2 separate regions of the Mus musculus genome follow, and region 2 is linked to region 1. The links are chromatin contacts, called in public HiChIP or PLAC-seq maps. All regions are on one chromosome and are shown on one strand. Each heading gives the region's core, a stretch centred on a gene start, on an enhancer-like site or on the middle of the called end of the contact. The rest is flanking DNA. Distances are from core to core; before and after follow the strand shown. Region 1 has its middle 31 kb from the start of Platr29. Region 2 has its middle 27 kb from the start of Gm29679.

What was found. HiChIP or PLAC-seq counts read pairs in DNA pulled down with a chosen protein or histone mark.
Region 2: an H3K4me3 HiChIP or PLAC-seq map of bone marrow-derived macrophages shows a contact between it and region 1, with 7 times the contacts expected there. The contact joins two enhancer-like sites. A contact is called at or near these places in 1 of 484 Hi-C or Micro-C datasets (embryonic stem cells) and 5 of 115 datasets of contacts at active chromatin or transcription factors (astrocytes, bone marrow-derived macrophages, embryonic basal ganglia and 2 more).

Annotation. Positions count from the first base shown.
Region 1 is chr2:165,947,604-165,953,883 of GRCm38.p6, forward strand. No RefSeq gene overlaps it. Among named protein-coding and RNA genes, the nearest start is that of Platr29, 31 kb to the right of the region's middle. Within about 2 kb of position 2,353, at least 88 of the 459 cell types and tissues checked have an H3K27ac peak or open chromatin away from gene starts, as enhancers often do. A contact at or near this core is called in bone marrow-derived macrophages, where this site is marked.
Region 2 is chr2:166,534,881-166,541,160 of GRCm38.p6, forward strand. No RefSeq gene overlaps it. Among named protein-coding and RNA genes, the nearest start is that of Gm29679, 27 kb to the right of the region's middle. Within about 2 kb of position 2,236, at least 21 of the 459 cell types and tissues checked have an H3K27ac peak or open chromatin away from gene starts, as enhancers often do. A contact at or near this core is called in bone marrow-derived macrophages, where this site is marked.

The DNA.
Region 1 (6,280 bases), core at 1,103-3,602:
TCAAGACAGGGTTTCTCTGTGTAGCCCTGGCTGTCCTGGAACTTGGAACTCACTTTGTAGACCAGGCTGGCCTCAAACTCAGAAATCCACCTGCCTCTGCCTCCCGAGTGCTGGGATTAAAGGCGTGCGCCACCACGCCTGGTACAGACTTTTTAAAAATAGCTCTTAGACATGGGATCAGCAGACAAACTTCCTTTTTCCTCTTTTGGCTTTTGTGAGGCAGTCTTATGTAGCTCAGGCTAGCCTCACACTCCTGCTTCTACCTCTCAAAAGCTGGCATGAAATGGGTATACCACCATGTCTAACTTCATTCATTTTGTTTGTTCTTGAGACAGGGTCCAATTTAAGGGTGGTTGGCTTGTAATAATTCCAAAAGGTCCTCCACCTCGGGTTCTTCAGCTCTGGTACCCTCGTCCAGAGCCATTATGCTGGCTGGCAGCCATATTTCCTTTTGCTACTTATTGCACTGAAAGAGCAGCAGGAACCTCTGCTGGCCCCAGACCTCTTTCTGTCTAGAATTTTCAACAGTTCAATAAACCCCTCTCTTTCAGAGATTCTGTGGTTCCTAATAGCCCTTAGCCTTTTGGGGGCCCCTCTTCTTCCTGACTGCAAAGCCTCTTTCACTTCCTTAAACACCACTGAGCCCCTTCTGGTTTGTTCTGGTCTCATCAGAGAACTCACAGATCTCTGTGAGATCAAGGCTGAGTGGGGCTGCATGGTGAGACCCTTACACACACACATACACACACACAAGCTTTTGGGGCTGAAAAGATGGCTCAAGCTACATCCCTAATACTTATGTAAAAGTCAGGAGGCATGGTAGTGCTTATATGGAACACCAGCTTGGGAAGGTGGGGATCCAAACAGATGAATCTCCAGCTCACTCCTCACTGGCTGTCTCCTCAGTGTAGTGAATGAGAAAGATCCAGGCTCAGAGAGAGCAGCCACTGTCAGAGAGAGAGAGAGAATGAGGGAGGGAGGGAGGGAGGGAGGGAGGGGGGAGGGGGAGGGGAAGGGGGAAGGGAGGGGGGTGGGGGGAGGGGGGGAGGGAGAGAGAAAGAGAGAGAGAGAGATCCAGTGTGTACTTGTGCTCGCATGAGTGTGCGCATACACACACACACACACACACACACACACACACACACGGTTTTTCACTGCTCCAGTGTGCAGTCTCCATAGCAAAGTTTTCCAAGTTCCAGATGCCATTGTGCAGCAGGAGTGAGGGCCACAGCTGGGTGAGCGTCTCCTTGACCTGCTTGTTCATGCAGGGCTAGGGACCTGTGGGTTTACTTACTCAGTTGACCACAGTGTCAGTCCTATGGTGACCAAGTCCTTGAAGCTAGCATGCAGTGTGAACAGGGCTATGCACAATGAACCTGACTGCAAATGCAAATCCTAATACTTAACTAGACCTGAAACCTCAGCACTTGAGAAGCACAGGGAGGGCTGGAGAGATGGCTCAGAGGTTAGGAGCACTGACTGCTCTTCCACAGGTCCTGAGTTCAATTCCCAGCAACCACATGGTGGCTCACAACCATCTGTAATGGGGATCTGATGCCTTCTTCTGGTGTGTCTGAAGACAGCGACAGTGTACTCATATAAATAAAATAAATCTTTTTTTAAAAAAGGAGAGAGGGCTGGCAAGATGGCTCAGTGGTTAAGAGCGCCGACTGCTCTTCTGAAGGTCCCGAGTTCAAATCCCAGCAACCACATGGTGGCTCACAACCATCCGTAACAAAATCTGATGCCCTCTTCTGGAGTGTCTGATAACAGCTACAGTGTACTTACATATAATAAATAAATAAATAAATAAATAAAAATAAAAAATAAATAAATAAATAAAAAAGGAGAGAGAGAGAGAGGCACAGGGAGGAGCATTGGGGGCTAGCCTCAGCTACACGAAGAGTTGGAAGCCAACCTAGACTACATAAGAGTGTCTCGAAGAAGAAGAAGAAGAAGAAGAAGAAGAAGAAGAAGAAGAAGGAGAAGGAGGAGGAGGAGGAGGAGGAGGAGGAGGAGGAGGAGGAGGAGAAGAAGAAGAAGAAGGAGGAGAGAAGAAGAGAGAAAGAAAGAGAGAGTTAGATTAGATTGTCCTTTGGCTGAGACTGCCTAACACCTCACCATGACTGAGCTCTAGTGCCCAGTCCTCACACGGTGGGGGGCATGTCTTCTTTCTTTCCCTTTCCTAAAGTGGGAACCACAGAAACTGGAAGTGGCTTGTGCTTCTCTCCACTCCTGGTCCCTGAGAGCCCCTCACGTGTTTCCTATCAGAGAAACTTCCCTCCACCTCTCTGTCAGCAGGAAGCCCAGAGGCGGAGCCTGAGGGGGGCCTGAGGTCTTGGGTTGGCAGAAACAGGTTCCTGAGAGGCTCTGGTGGGGGAGATGAGGAAGCCAGGTGGGGAAAGAGAGAAAGTCACCACAGATGTGAGAAAGAGAGGCATCCTGGAGAGCAACAGGGTAAGAGCTGAGGGGACTTTGTGAGGTAGGTGGCACTTGGCCTGAAGGACCTCATAGGGCTTGTGGGATGGCTCAGCAATTGAGAGCACTTGTTCTTCCAGAAAACCCAGGTTCACTTGGTGGCACTACCTGGTAACTCCAGTGTCTGATGCTTTCTTCACATCTGTGAGCACCAAGCACTCACCTGGTGCACATACCTGTGGAATATGCACACTCACAAACAGACTGAGAGATAGATAGATAGATAGGTAGGTAGGTAGGTAGATAGATAGGTAGGTAGGTAGGTAGGTAGGTAGGTAGATAGATAGATAGATAGATAGATAGATAGATAGATAGATAGATAGATAGATAGATAGATAGATAGATAAGAGTCAGGCAGTGGCAGCTCACACTAATGCCAGCATTAGGGAGGCAGAAGCAGGTGGATCTCTGAGTTCAAGGCTAGCCTGGTTTACAGAGGGAGTTCCAGGACAGCCAGGATTATACAGAGAAACCCTGGAGAGAGAGAGAGAGAGAGAGAGAGAGAGAGAGAGAGAGAGAGAGAGAGAGAGAAGGAGAAGAAGGAGAAGAAGGAGGAGGAGGAGGAGGAGGAGAAGAAGAAGAAGAAGAAGAAGAAGAAGAAGAAGAAGAAGAAGAAGAAGAAGAAGAAGAAGAAGAAGAAGAAGAGAGAGAAAAAAAAGAAAAGAATGGGCCCCATATCGTGTTGTGCTTGGCAAAGTCCATGCTTATCTGAGAATATCCTCAGGTAGAGAATTTCAGGTACACATGAGTCCCCAGACCTTTTGCTGACAACCATGTGTGTGTATTTTATTGTCTTTATAACAAAATCAGTTCAGAACTGTATCTCTCTCTCTCTCTCTCTCTCTCTCTCTCTCTCTCTCTCACACACACACACACACACACACACACTCCTCCAAGCTTTTCTCTTATGTATGGATGCTTTATCTTCATGTATGTATGTGCACCACATGTGTGTCTGATGCCCTAGGAGGTTAGAAAAGGGCATCGAGTCTCCTGGATCTGGAGTTACAGACAGTTGTGAGCTGCCACACGTGAGGGCTGGAACTAGAACCCATGTCCTCTGGAAGAGCAGCCAGGGTTCTTAACCACTGAGCCACTGTGCACATCTCATGATAGCCAGAATCCTTAGCCTTAGATCTGCAGTTGAGCTCAACACAATGAAGTTTTGGCAAAATCTTCTTTGTAAGCCGGGCGTGGTGGCGCACGCCTTTAATCCCAGCACTTGGGAGGTAGAGGCAGGCGGATTTCTGAGTTCGAGGCCAGCCTGGTCTACAACGTGAGTTCCAGGACAGCCAGAGCTATACAGAGAAACCCTGTCTCGAAAAACCAAAAAAAAAAAAAAAATCTTCTTTGTAGTTTACTCTTTATGCAGAAAATAGGCTTGGTGTGCCCCCAGTAGCCACTACATTTGCCCTTTTGCGGGGTACCATATTTCTTGCAGAAAGTCTGGCAGGTTTTAGAAATAGCCACGATGTCTGCAGGCACCCTATCAGCCTTCTGCCACGGGGCGCCGGAAGCTCCCACTACTGCGGCCAGGTTGGCAGTGTTCCACGCACAGCACTGAAGACCACAGCCTCTGCCTGGCTCCCAGCTGCTGCAGGGGAGAGCCATACCCGTGAGCAACACTTTCTGAGACTTGGAGCCCATGCTTCGCTCCTGAAATTCCTTTTTTGGTGTTTGTTTTGGGTTTTGGTTTGAGACAGATTTTCGTGTAACTTGGGCTGGGTTTGAACTCACTACTTAGCTCAGAGTGACCCCGTACTTAACATCTATGGCATCCAGCTTGCCAGGGCTGGAATTACAGATAAGGCTACCACACCCAGTTTAATATAAAGCCCTGGTTTCCAGTGTGCTTACCTCACAAGCCTGGTTCCTTCCACAGGACCTATGAAAGGTGGGAGGAGAAAGCTGGATCCACAAAGTTGTCCTCTGGCCGGGTAGTGGTAGTGGATGCCTTTAATCCCAGCACTCAGGAGGCAGAGGCAGGGGGGTCTTCATGAGCTGGAAGCCAGCCTGATCTATAGATGGAGCTCCAGGAAAGTCAGGGCTACACAGAGAAAGCCTGTCTTGAAAACAGACAGACAGGCAGACAGGCAGACAGAGTTGTTCTGACCTCCACATACTTGGTGTGGTACCGGAAACACACACGCACACACACACCTGCAAAAAAAGATAAATACTGTGAGGCCTTGTGGCCTCTGCATGTGTGCATACATCTGCACACTCAGGAGCACACATACAACACACACAAATATAAAACACCTTTAGGAAGGCATAGAGAAGGGGCCTGAGAGATGGGTGGGTGAAGGAGCTTTTTGCCAAGTCTGATGACTTGAGTGCAATTCCCAGGATCTATGTGGTGGAAGGAAAGAACTGACTTCTGAAGGTTATCCCTGACCCCCACATGCTCAGGAAAGCACCCCCCCACCCCACCCCTCCCCTCACATAATCAAGAGGACCTGAGTTCAGCCATGTAAGGAACTGTACACAGTGGTGTGTGTTTATAATCCCGGGGTTGGGGAGGTGAAGACAGGAGGATCCCCTGGAGTTTACTGACCAGGTAGTGAGGCCAAATTGGTGAGTTCCAGGTTCACCGGAAGACTATGTATAAAAAACAAACAAACAAATAAAGCTAAACATGATAGAGGAAGATGTTGGATACTGACCTCTGACCAAACACACACACACACACACACACACACACACACACACACACACACACACACACACATTCACTCACATGCACAGAGATCAAGGTTAGCCTCTCAGTGTTCTTCAAGCCAGTGGCTCTTGGAGTTATGGTCCTCTGTTGTCCTTAGCAGAGCTGGTGGCTGTACTTTCTTAGCCACCGGGGCCTCCAATTTAAAGCCTTTCTTTATATTCAGTCTACTTGCTCTCTCTGTGATCCAGGAAGGCTACCATTACATTTCCATAGAGGCTGTGGTAATTAATAGTGGTGGTAAGATTTAATGAAAGAGGGAATTAGGATCCAGCCCCTGGCTGCTTTCACAGAAGGCCACGCTAACAAGCACTAAAGGCCTGACAGGGAGCTGCTCTCTGCTCCAAGGAAGCCTCCCACCTACCCCACACCCTGACATCTCCCTGGAGACTGTTCTGTACAGCAAGTGCCTGCTCTCTCCCAGTGTTCGAGGCCTCTCGGGGATGCTCTGAGTACAAACCCTAGTAGTCCAAGTCCAAGACAGAGATTTACAGGAAGCAGGGCATATTTATCACCCCCAGCACTCAAAAGGCAGAGGCAAGGGGATTATCAAGAGGTTGAGGCTAGCCTGATCTACATGGAGTTTTAGACCAGCCAGCCAGGGTTTCATAGGGAGACTTTATGTCCAAAAACAAAACAAAAACAAATGAACAAAGCCCCGAAATGTCAAGTATGGGGTGAACACTTTTAATCCCAGTACTGGGGAGGCAAAAACAAGGGGAACCCTTTGAGTTCTAGGCCAGCCTAGCAAATTTCAGAACAACCTGGGCTTTGTCTATCATCTATTACATATATTACGATTATACTGGGTTCATGTAGATGAGACTAGCCTAGCACCCACCTGGAAATCATGACAACTCTCCTGCCTCGGCCTCCTAAGAACTGGGATACAGGCATGAGCCACCACACCTAGATACTATATGTGATGTATGATTGATTGATTGATTGATTGATTGATTTTTTGGTTTTTCGAGACCGGGTTTCTCTGTATAGCCCTGGCTGTCCTGGGCCTTACTTTGTAGACCAGGCTGGCCTGGAACTCAGAAATCCGCCTGCCTCTGCCTCCCGAGTGCTGGGATTAAA
Region 2 (6,280 bases), core at 986-3,485, 590 kb after region 1:
TCGCTGCCTAAAGATGTAAACAATAGAGCACGCTCTGCGCTTTGGCGCGCCGGAGCTCTGGCTCCTAAAGATATTATAGAAGGGGTTTTCGCTTTTGGGGTTGGGGTTTTTGCACTCCTGCTCCTGAAGATGTAAGCAATAAAGTTTTGCCGCAGAAGATTTTGGTTTGTTGCGTCTTTCCTGGCCGGTCGCGTGAGAACGCGATTAAGATGTACCCACTCAGTGCCACATGCCTGTCTGTGCCACCATGTGCTGGGCCTCATCTCTCATGTGTACAAGTGAGAAGGCTGGGCTAAGATCCTCCATTCTGAGGTGGCAGTGGCCCCTCACCGTCTCGGCTCAGGATGCTAAACGCCTCAGCCCTGGGGTTGACCAGTAGGCCTGTCTGTTGCTTCCGCTCCTCCCATGCTTATCCTTTATTCCCAAGCACGCTTTTCTGGGCACGGCACTCTGGTGTAAATCATTCTGTACAATTATTTGTAATTAAGGGAGAAAATGTGTTTGGGGGCCTCAAGATTAGCTATGTTTTGTTGAAATAAATCCGTACCAGTACACTGGCCCAGGAGGCAACACAAAACACAATTAACTTTCTTCTAACTTAACAGGGGTTTATGTAGCTGTTTTCATAATCTTAATATCTCAAGACATATAAACAATTTTTTCCCCTAATGTAATTGTGTCCCACCAACAAGACAGCTTGGGTTTAAACGAAGGCTCCGGCAGCATTGGCTGCAAGGCTGTGCTGTACAGAGGATCCTGGAATCCTGCTGTCTCGCCTGTGGATAACCACCCCCACACAGGCGCCTCCCACCACACCCCCCCCACTACACGCCCAAGGGTGGCTGCAGCAACTGAAGCTAGCCGTGAGAGATACCTGCGCCCCAACTTGGCAACCCTGGGCTTCAAGCGTCCTGACTCCTCACAGACCGCCCTCATTATTTTCCTTGCCTTTAATGCGTCTCCTTCCCACAGCAATTTGATAGAAACACATTCAAAGCTTGACTTTTACAGCCTCATAAAATCGCATCTGCCTCAAGCTCAGCCAGAAAGTGGTCAGGCCAAAACCACTCAGATGAGAAAACTCGGAGAAAAGCTATCAGCGAGCCTCTCTCGGTGCACAGCTACTGAGAAGAGTACGGAAGAAAGAGAGCAGCTTGTGTGTGTCAAAAGAAAGGTTCCTGTGAGCAAACATGCACCGTGGGGGGGTAGGAGGGGCTTGGGACAGCCTGAGGAGCGCGAGAGGCTCATTGTCCAGCCACAGACAGTCACAGTGCGAAAAGCATGTCACAGAGCATGCAGGACCTGAGAAGAGAAAGGCTGTCTAGATGGTGTCATCAGAAGCAGCAGGGGCTGGAGATGAAATGGTCCTAGAGACTGCTGAGCATCAACACCGCCACCAGACCCAAGGAAAGTGACTTCCTAAGCTGAGCACAGCTGAGCTCTGAGGACTCTCATGTCTCCATCAGACACTGAGACTCCAAATGGGGCCACCAGTCCCCAGGTGCCTGGTGCTCTGGTTTCATTTCTGTTCCTGTGATTAAAACACTCTCTCTCTCTCTCTCTCTCTCTCTCTCTCTCTCTCTCTCTCTGTCTCTCTCCCTAATAAAGAGCAAATTAAGGGAGAGAGAGGCTTATTTCAACTTAAAATTCCAGGCTACAGGCCACCATTGTGGGAAAGCCAAGTAAAGAACTTCCAACTGGTCACATCACAGTCCCAATCGAGAGGAGAGAGAATGAATGCGTACATGCTAGCTTGCTTGAGCTCAGCTCGAATTCTCCATTCATCTGCAGTTCAGGACCCATGCCTAGGGAATGGCACCACCCACTGTAGGCTCGGTCTTCACACATTAATTAGCTTAATTAAAATATTCTTCCATAGGCCAACCCAATATAGACAATACCCCCCGCTGAGACTTTCTCCAGGGTATTCAAGTTGTATTGACAAGCTGACAATTAGAGTTAACCATCTTATCTGAGAGCATGATGCCCAAGGGGCTTGCTGGGATTATGGGAAAACATAGCCAAAAGGCATTCTGCAGACTCCCAGGTCCCTCAAGGGTGATATGCAGGCCTTCATACATACACACATGCACACTCACACACACGTGCACACACTCGCGCACACATACAATCACACAAGTGCACTGGTGCTCTCAGGCTAGATCTGCCCCTCCTCCCCAGGGAACCATTGGAACAAATGTTGCTGTCACCACATTTGGCCTTCCAACAGCAGGAAGCAAGAGGAAGCCACATGACCAAGTGACAGCAGCCCAACCCTTCTTCCCTTGTGAACACAACTGGCTGTAGCCCCATGAGATGGAGTGTGTTTTGTTCATGGGGACAGAAGAATGGTCTAGAATCTTGTTTGCAGGGTTCAGTTTGGGGAAGCAGGGCTTCATACAGTTAAGGCCTGAAGGAGTATACCATATGGTAACAGATTCATTTTCAAATCCTTTTTTCTCCTTAAACATACATAAACCAAAGCTTCCTGGAATTAGAAAAGAAAAAATGAATTTCAGATCAACAAAAAAAAAAAAAAATGTAAATATGTACCAAATATTGCTTGGGACAGAGTTATACTAGAATAAATCAATTTGTTATTTATCTGAAATTCAAATTTAACTGAGGATCTTGAATTTAAATTTATCTATCAACTCTATACACACATGCACATGCAAACACAGACATGTGCACATACATGCACATACATACACATTCCTGCCCACTAGCACATACACACATGCACACATGCACAGACACGCACAGACAGACACATACACTTGCACACACACACCCATACACACACACTTATACACACACACTTGTGCCTACACACATTTTTCTCTGGATGAAATCTTATCTAGGAGAAAGAAAAGGGCAGAAAAAGCCCCCAACCTTTTGGCCCCGGGGCCCCTCCATCGACTCTGGAGGTGAAATTAGAAACCATCACTGGTGTCGTGGAGTGAGGGTCTCTATCCCTTTGTGTGAGACACAGTCATGGTTGCTCTAGCCTAGCCCTACACCTGTTCCAAATCCACCACGCAGCCCGTGACCTTGGACACCTCTCTTTTGCTGTTGGTTGGTTCTCTCCCACAGTTCAGCACATGTTTGAGTCTGGGGTTTGGCTTTCTGTCTGTCAGGATAGCCACCCTCCCCTCCCCGCCTTTCCATCTGTCCTCCACGTTTTCTCCATGGTGTGCCCTCGATGGTGTGCTCCCATGGGCTGCTCTAGAGCTCAGTCTCCTGGGTGACAGGGCACAGGCGACATGGGCTTTCCACAGACAACACCTGTTATTCTCCCCTGAAATCATTCACCTTGCAGACTGGTGAAGGTGATCTTTCAGGAGTCCAGCTCCCTCCCCCTGGAGCTGTGGGGATAAATAAACTAAATCAAAGCCTTTCGGTGACAGTAGAAAGACGGGGAACACAGAGAGAGCTCCTGGCAATCTGGCAGCACCAAGGAGGAGAGAGCCAATCACCAGAGCTGTCCTGGCATGGAATTTAGTGCTGTGAGGGATGGACAAGGTTGGGGGGGGCATGCTGGATATCTGCAAGTGAGGAGTCCTCCTACCCTCCCCTGGCCAGCCTTGTATTTCCTCCCTGGTGGGGGATGTGGGAATGAGGTTGATACTTGAACAAATTTTGTTTCTTTTGTTTTCTCACAGTAACTTAAGGCTTCAGCAATGCTAACAACACATTCGTTTCTAAACGCACCCGCTGAGTGATGTGTTCACTATAAAAAATCTGAGTGGGTGGGCAGCCCCAGCCAGTGTGACAACACAAGTGTGTCCGGGCCCAGACTGTGACTCAGAGCCTGCGATCCAGGTGGCCCTGTTAGTGCCCTGCACGGGCAGCAGGTATGGGAGCACCATACATGGGGAGCACTCTCCTCCCATCTGGGATGGGTTCCCCTCTGCTGGTCTGGAATTGGTGAGAAGCTGAGACTTCCTCAGGAGCTGGCTGCCTCCAGTCTCCTAGCCAAGGCTGGATGAGGACATTGGTGGCCCTGTGCAGTGACAGTGTCACTCACTTGTAGAGCGTCACTTTGGAAAGCAGAGAGTCCCCTCCCCCCAGGAGACCACCATATGTTGTTAGATTTATTCTTTGTGCTTTGGATGTTCCATGGCCATCCAGGTCACACAGCTGGGTGCCAAGGTGACCCAGGCCATAGCATGTGGCAGTGGGAAGGTTTTGTCATGGCCAGAACTGGGTCTGGTTTTCTCTGAACACCTCCAAGCTGATGTTGGAGAAAACAAGTTTTGTTACTGAGTAACAAGGGGCTCCCTCTTTGAAGTTCTTAGTGTCATTGATAAAAGAAAGCTTACAGAGTGTGTTAAGTCAGTAAGCAACATTCCTCCCTGGTTTCTGCTTGAGTTCCTGATCTAACCTCCTTCAATGATGGCAGTGTGAACCATATTAAGCCCCTTCCTCCTCTAAGTTGCTTTGGTTGGAATGCTTCATCATAGCAATGGAAAATAAACTTGAATAGTTAGCTTTTGGGTAAAGTTGCTTCCGAGACTCAAAGAGACTCAAAGGAGATGGTCATAGCTTTCAAGGAGTTCAAATTAACACATGCACACCCCAGATGAAGCCAACTTAAACTGTTTTCCATGATTTACAAAAACCCCATGCAAGGGAAGGACAAATGTCCCCATTTGGCAGATGAGAAAACTGAGGCTCCCAGAAAAGGGAAAAAACAAAACAAAACAAAACAAGTAGAGCCCGTCTTTATCACCTGCCTCTGTCACTCAGTCTCCATCACTCAACTTTTTGAGTGACTGCACACACACACACACACACACACACACACACACACACACACACACACATGCCAGGCACTGGCGAATGCCTGTGGACATGAGTGTGTCAACACAAGCCATAGGGTTATATGATCATGGCTTGTGTTTGTTCAGTACCTATGGATGCTGGGACTTCTGAGCCCTTCTCGAGAAATTCTCAGGCAGTTTTAGCTGAGACAGGTCCTTGGCTTTGGAAACCAAGGGTCAGATGAGTTCAGCCACTGGCCCTCAACTCCATGAAGACCAACCGGCTGAATGAGGAGGAGCCAGGCTGTAGAGACAGCAACAGTTCGGTTGTTGGCACCCCTGGATCCAGCTGAGCCTGAAGCCCTTACAGCTCAGTTTTAACCACACTGATGGGTTCTTCACCCCACTCTTCCTGTCTCCATGAAGAATGACTTTCTGTCGCATCAAGAGCATGCCGACCAACCAAGCTGAGTTCACCCTGGTCATCTAGACAGCCGGTCAGGCAAAGCTATGGAAAGGACAGCTTCCTCGTGCACTGTATCCTCTGTGAAAGGATAACATAAACCCCTTTGTCTCCATGTAAGGACCAGGCCTGATTTCAAAAAGAAGGCCAGAGGCGCCAGCTCCAGGAACAGACCTTAAAATCCAGAACAAGATCATAAAACCCCCTCCCCCAAAAGAACAGCCTGGGGACAGCCACAAAAAAGGGGAAACATCTTATCTCAAATGTGCCACCTGCACTGGGCAGCCCTAGTTCATCATGTTTAAACATCCATGACATAGGAATGTAGACCACTGACCTCCTGTGACCCCCTAACATCCACCAATGAACTGTTAGATGACCTAATCCTTCTAGAGAGTTCCCCTGGTTCCCTATAAGAAGGCTTGCATGCCTTTGTCTGGGGTCACCATTTTGGAAAATGGCTGATCCCCACAGGCTGGATGTGTTGTCTTGGCACATTATCTGAATCCGGGATCTTCCTTCAGTGATTTTTCCCACCCTTACACTCTGCCCCATGAAGGACCGAGTCTCCAGGAGACAAAATCATCCTGTTTTCTGTTAAGTTGTTTCCTATCAGGGATTTTGTCAGAATAATAATTATATCTACCCTCCCAGGCTAGAACCTAGCTGTCCAGGGGCGGAAAACTGCCCACTGTCTCCTCTGCATGCAGTGAAACTTTTCTAGTGTGGCAGGTGGCTCATACTCTTCTCTCCTTCTCTCTTCTGGACACCGTATGCTGATGATCCTTGGAGAGTCCCGACTTCTACATTTGGGTCACGTGCTGTGGGTTGGAGACAGCAGCCCAGTTGGGCTCTGCACTAGAGCGGAGCCCCAACCAGAAAGGCTTTCATCGTAGCCTGTAGCTACACCTTCTTCTTCTAAGGCCTCCCAGAGCATCCCAAGGAACAGCCCTGACCCTGAGTAAATCCCACCCCCTTGTCTCCTGTATTTGAGGGGCATACATGAATTGGGGGGGTCCAATCATGTGAACCACACTTGAGAGCCACAGTA